2 separate regions of the Danio rerio genome follow, and region 1 is linked to region 2. A link is a contact called in public Hi-C data. All regions are on one chromosome and are shown on one strand. The core of a region is the stretch at or near the end of the contact, and the rest is flanking DNA. Distances in the headings are between cores, read along the strand shown. Region 1 holds the start of lepb (leptin b). Region 2 overlaps impdh1b (IMP (inosine 5'-monophosphate) dehydrogenase 1b).

Region 1 (3,434 bases), core at 603-3,102, 54 kb before region 2:
AATTATTAGCCCCCCTATTTATTTTTTTCCCCATTTTCTGTTTAACTGTGAGAAGATTTTTCTCAACACATTTCTTAACATAAGTTTTAATAACTCATTTCTAATAACTGATTTATTTGATCTTTGCCATGTTGACAGTAAAAAATAGACAAGATATTTGACAAGACACTTCTATGCAGCTTAAGGTGACATTTAAAGGATTAATTTGGTTAATTAGGTTAACTAGGCTACTTAGAGTAATTAGCCAAGATATTGATTAACGATGGTTTGTTTTGGAGAGAAAAAAAAATAGCTTAAAGGGGCTAATCATTTTCTCCTTAAAATAGTTGTTAAAAAATTCAAAACTGCTTTTATTTTTTAGTCACTTTGAGTTTACTCAAATGTTCTTGAATATTTCACATTGTTACAATTAACTTAAAATGTGCAGCACAATTGTTTATTTTACCATTTATATAACTGCATAAAACATTCCGTAGCCAATAAAGATGTACAAATAAATTGTAAACTATGAACCTTATTACAGTTAACTTAGAGTTGAGTCAACACATAAAACAAATATAACATTTGCTGACTAATTATTCACATCATTTTCTATCAATTCTATACTGGTCTATACTATTGTTTCTATAATATGAGATGCACTATAAGTACTACACTCTATCTATTGTTTTACCACATCATAAATAGCCACAATCATTAATTTAGTAAATTCTAACAATAAATATTACTTGGGTACAACTGGCAGATAATCTCACTAACTGTGTATACATATACAAAACAATACTTAAGCGAACAAGCCAATTTTTGCGGTAAAAACTTGTGCTGTTAAACTCTGAACAAATTTTAACAAATCAAGCCCCATAAATATCCCAACTTTAATGTATTCATATCAGCATGACAAATAAAGATACGGTCCTATAAAAGGTCAATATATTGACATATACAGCCTTAAAAGTGAAAACAAACTCCCTCTAATACATGTGGGGCCCAGCTGTCATTTATCAAGATTTATTAACCACAACTTTACTGGAAGTGTCCTTACCTGGAGCCCCCGGGTTTGATGTTTCGGGCTTGTTGAAAGGGTCTTCTCTAGTCTTCAAGTTCATGATGGACACAGGGGTGAACCAGACCAGACCGGCATCAGGGTGATTCACTGGAGAAATGAGTCAATCATCCACAGCTATAAAAAGGGAGATTCCTGCTTGAGTTTCTCAATATGCACATCAACACACCAGAGGTAAGCGCTCACTCATTCTTGTCAACATGGGCACCAAACATCTCTATATGACCTTTAGGCTTCTTGACTGTGTAGTTTCATTTATTATTGGACTGTACTCAGCAACTTAAGTGCATTGATTTTTGGTTTTTTGAATTACACACAACTAAGGGACTGATTTAGCATGAATCTTCAATGTAGTGAAGATCATAAATCATTCTAATCGTGCTGAGTTAGTGGTTAAATAAACATATCTAATTGTTGAAAGCAGACATTTTAGTTGAAATTATGATTATTTTTAATTATTCTTAAGTTTTAATGTTGGTTTTGTATTGTCTAATGATTAAAATGTATAAATAAAAACTAAAAACTAAACATAAAAAATAGTATTACTTTCATTTTGTCTAAGGAATGTCAATTTGTATTTATTTATTTATTTTAAAGTGCACAAAATAAAAATACATGTGTTTGAGTAAAACCTTATTTAAAGTGTATTTAACTGTTGTGTAAATGAGTAATGTTTAGGCTAGCTTTATTCATTATTTTACTGTATTTAACATATTGAACTGGGATATTCTGATGTACACAACAAACTATTTGAAAAAATATAATTTCATTTGGTCTTTTGCAGAAATATGAAGTCTTCAATGATTTTTTGCTTGTTAATATCATCCCTGGTGGCCGTGAGCATCAGTCGACCCACGGCTCCCGAAGACAGGATACGAATCATTGCTCGAACCACCATCAGCCGAATTAAAAAAATCAAAGATGAGGTAAATGTTTTGCAACGATTTAAGCCCCTTCATGTTGTTCCAAACCCCTATGACTTACTTTTTTTCTGTGAAACTCAAAAATATGTTATTTTTAATCATCTTGGAAAACAAACAACTTTAGCTCTTTAGCTGACTAAATATGGATTTTATTTCCTTGTTGTCACTGTATGGGAAATCAATAAATAAGCTTACATTTAGACATACAGTACATGCAGAAAATACATAATTTTATTTATTGGACTAAAAATATTGTTGGCACTTGGTTTAGCATGATGTACTTCAAATTGGTAAAATTATTTATTTATTTATTAGACTAAACTAATTAAATGCTTGATGTTCAGTTCAATTTGATATATTTTTGTACTTTTGGTATTTAGAAAATAGAAATAATAGAAAAATCATTTATTTATTGGCCTAAAATAATTTGGTGTTGGCAGGACATTGAAATTGATGCTTTTTTGCATTTAAATAAATAAGCATAAAACATTTTTTTTTTTTTTTGATGGGATTTGCAGTATTTTTTTTTTCTTTTCACTTTGCATTGTCCATTTTTTTTAAGAAAATTGAGATAATTTTTTATTAGTGTACAATTTTTTTTTGTTTGTTGTTTGTCATTACATCTTTTTTTTTCCTTTTTATATCATATCATTTAGTTTTTTATGTATTTATTACACCAAATGTGATGTTTAAATATGGCAATAAGTACAGCTTAATGTTGTTCTTGTTACCAGGAACAAAGCAAAGAAAACTACATGGTGAAAAATCATGTCAAGCACTGTAGTGTTACTAAATAAGAAATCTATTTAAATATTTTATAAATAAAAACTTTCGTTTAGAATTATATTCTCTCATTCTTTTATATACTTAATTACTTGTGTACTGTTGTTTTTTATTCTTGAGAAACTCTTATATCTTTTAGTTTGGCTGGGATAAAGTTTAACATTTTTGGCAAATATTTTTAAGGTCAATATTTATTAAAATGATTAGAAATTATTCTTCTCAATTCGCTACAGAATAAATGACTGTTGTCCAATAACTTGCCTAATTAACCGATCTTGCCTAGTTAACCTAATTAACTGATTTAATAAAGCCTTTCATTTGCACTTTAAGCCAAATACTAGTATAATGACTAGTAAAATATCTAGTATAAATAACTACTAAAATAACAGGTAAAAAAAAAATATGTTTTAACTCTATGGCAAAAACTAATTAGTTTTTAAAACTATGTTGTTTAAAAATGTTGGGAAAAAAGGCTCTTGGTTCTTGGCCTTTCTAATTAAATGATACATTTTTTATTCATTCATTCATTTTCCATCAGCTTAGTTCTTGATTTATCAAGAGTCACCACAGCAGAATGATCAATGACTAAATTCCACTAATAGTTTGAACGTCAACTACATATAAAAACACATAACAATTACAATCAGTAACATCTGCATATCTCT
Region 2 (2,997 bases), core at 471-2,970:
TATTTCTTCAGTCTCACCCCATCAGAGAAGAAATACTCTCCCGGAGCTTCGGTGGTGGCGGCCAGCAAAGACCCCATCATCACTGCGCACAAAAAACACAAGTATGTAATCAGATTTTCAGCCCATTTCAATGCTAACAGTGAGCTAGTGTAATAATTACCTGTCGATGCCCCCAGAGACAAAGCCTTCACCACGTGGCCGACAGTCTGGATGCCTCCATCTGCAATGACTGGCACTCCAAACCGCCGAGCATATTCTGCCACCTTATAAACTGAGGTACCTTGAGGTCTCCCACAAGCCATGACTAGAAGAAGCCAAAATGAAACATGTCAGCCATAATGATCACAGATATACACATTTGACTGCTCTAGACACATTCGCCATCTTGGAATGGTCAACCATGTTATTTTAGACAGTTAAAATCAATAGCAGTTGCAAGACGTCATGTGCTATCAAAACTGCACAAAAAACTCTGATATAACTTGAAATAATAGGATAAAAAAAAGAGCGTTGGGATTGTTTCTTATTAATTCAATGAAGATTCTGTCATCATTTACTCACTTTTACACTTGTTTAGTTTCTCTTTACTGTAAACACAACAGAAGATATTTTGAAAACTGGTAGCCATTGATTTTTTTCCATAGCATTGTTTTCTATGGATATCAGTGGCTATTGAGTTTCCAACATTCTTCGAATAAGTATATTTTCATTTTAAATGAACTATCTGTACTAATATTACAGGTTTTCAAACTATGGTAACCTTTTCATAGTGTATATTGTCTGATTACAGAGATGCAAACTTGAATACAAAATCGATGAATGTGACTAGAGGCATTTTCAGTGTCACAGAGAAGCTTGGTTTGCTATAAAATCCTCCAAATAAGCTGCATTTCACTGGGAATTGTACATGTACACTTGAAAATGTAACACAACAAATGTCTTAACAAATATGAAATTGCAATCATATTTTTAATCTGTTGGAAACAAAAAAGCTTTAATTTTCACTGTTCCCAAAAAAAAAAAAAAAAAACATAAGGTAATGTTAACTATGAATATCTGATTGATCATATCACTCTTCTGTCAATGAAATATGTCATCTTATTTTATTTACACAGTACAATTTTGAACTGATTTATTACAGCATATTATAAAATGTATGGTGTATATATATATATATATAATTATATGTTATATATTACAAATAATTTAATAATATTACCATAAATAATTAAGAAAAGTTTTACAAATAATTATTATTGTTTCTTTTGTTCTCAATATTGCTATTTTTGCCATATTGAGTGACTGTGGCCAGAAGGAGAGAGAGATGTTTATTATATCTAAATATATGTAGTCGAGAATAAGATTTACACTCATTTTAAAGCTGTTTAATATTAACACAAAATATTCCAAAGTTTGTTAAAGCACTGTATTGGAGCATGATTTTTATTTTGCCAAAATAATGTGATCTTTGATGGATCTGGTTATCTGGTTCAAAAAGAGAGAATACCATTTCAGTTTTCCTTAGTTTGGCACATGAAATAAATGCTTACATTGCTTGTCATAATTTATCAATTAAATTAAAACAAAATAATCAGTTCAGTTGTGGAATCAAAAGTAAAGCCGACATTTATAATAGAAAACAACAGTACATATGTATGACCACTAGATGGCCACAAAGCACACATTATAGAAAAGCTTCAGGCAATGAACCCGTCTGCAGTTACAAGAGGAAAGCCTTATTGCTTCATTTAACATGACTAACTATGCCACTGGACTTCCTTAAATATCTGACAGTGACATCCCTCGCCACATTATAAAAATGTATTACAGATTCAGTCCTGACCTTCCTGTGTGATGCAGATTGACCCACAGCCCATTCCCACTCTCAGTGCGTCCACTCCAGCATCTATCAGATTTTTCGCCTGCGCAGCTGTAACCACTGTAAGACAGAGAAAACACACTGAGCTTAAAGAAAACCAGGCCGAGCAACTCTGAGGTAACTGTCTGTCAAGTCCAGTATTTACCATTTCCACCCACAACCTGCAGCTCTGGGTACTTCTGCTTGATATAATGGATCATATTAATCTGGTATACAGAGTTGCCTTGTGACGAATCCTGCAAAACAGACAAAATAAAAACATCAGTGAGTTTAAAATGCTCAATTACAGCGGCATGATCAAGCCTGTAATGTTGGATGTCATACTCATATCAAGATGTCTGCTGGGAAACACTTTGTGTATTGGATACAGTAAAGGTAAAGTACATTGTTCTAAGATAAATACAATTGTCTCTTATTTTTAATATATATTTATATACCATATCTATATCTACAGTGATTTCGGAAACTTTGATAATTCAAAAACACTAAGTTATATTGTAGATAACAGATTTCTTTACAAACTCATTACATTTAAAGCGATCACCCAAAAATGTAAATTCTATTATCATTTCCAGTACTCAAGCTCTTTTTTCAAGCATGTTTGAGCATGGATAAACACAAAGAAAGATATACTGATAAGTGTTGCGGGAAAAAAACTGCCATTGACTTCAATTGTGTCTTTGTTCCTACTATGGATATTAAGCGTTGCTTTTTTAACATTCTTCAAAATATCTTCTTTTGGGTTTAACAGAAGAAATAAATTCATAAACGTTCAGAAGCACTTGATTATGAGTAAATAGTGAGCGAATTGACGTTTTCGGGTGAACTGTCCCTTTAACTTTGACTTCTAGACACTAATGACAATTATTTGAACTGTTTAATTAAACTATAGGCCAAGTCATTTTACAGCCACAGCTTTGTAAACTTAATAAACTATGTCTTGTAATATCAACCATTTAATGAATCTAAAATTTGTAACTTTTTGTTATTCAAAGTCTCTAGATACACCTGCCACTGTTTGGACAAAAGGTCTAGGAGAAGAATGAAAAAGGTAGGTTTATGAAACACCTCGACATAGTAGACTAATTATATGCATGGAAAAATAAAAGATATAGAAG

Evidence for each region. A called contact is a pair of places that touch in the nucleus more often than the background predicts.
Region 1: a Hi-C map of embryo shows a contact between it and region 2, with 2.0 times the contacts expected there. The contact joins the promoter of lepb here to the enhancer-like site in region 2. A contact is called at or near these places in 7 of 18 Hi-C or Micro-C datasets (caudal fin, embryo, hematopoietic stem cells and 1 more) and 1 of 4 datasets of contacts at active chromatin or transcription factors (caudal fin).

What each region holds. Positions count from the first base shown.
Region 1 is chr4:19,624,719-19,628,152 of GRCz12tu, reverse strand. It overlaps lepb (leptin b), which reads left to right and starts at 1,852. Exons shown (of 2, transcript NM_001030186.3): 1 at 1,852-1,989. The coding sequence starts at 1,852.
Region 2 is chr4:19,571,329-19,574,325 of GRCz12tu, reverse strand. It overlaps impdh1b (IMP (inosine 5'-monophosphate) dehydrogenase 1b), which reads right to left. Exons shown (of 15, transcript NM_001014369.2): 9 at 2,025-2,115; 10 at 1,844-1,939; 11 at 161-304; 12 at 1-82. Among named protein-coding and RNA genes, the nearest start is that of impdh1b, 17 kb to the right of the region's middle. Within about 2 kb of position 1,720, at least 3 of the 62 cell types and tissues checked have an H3K27ac peak or open chromatin away from gene starts, as enhancers often do. A contact at or near this core is called in caudal fin, where this site is marked.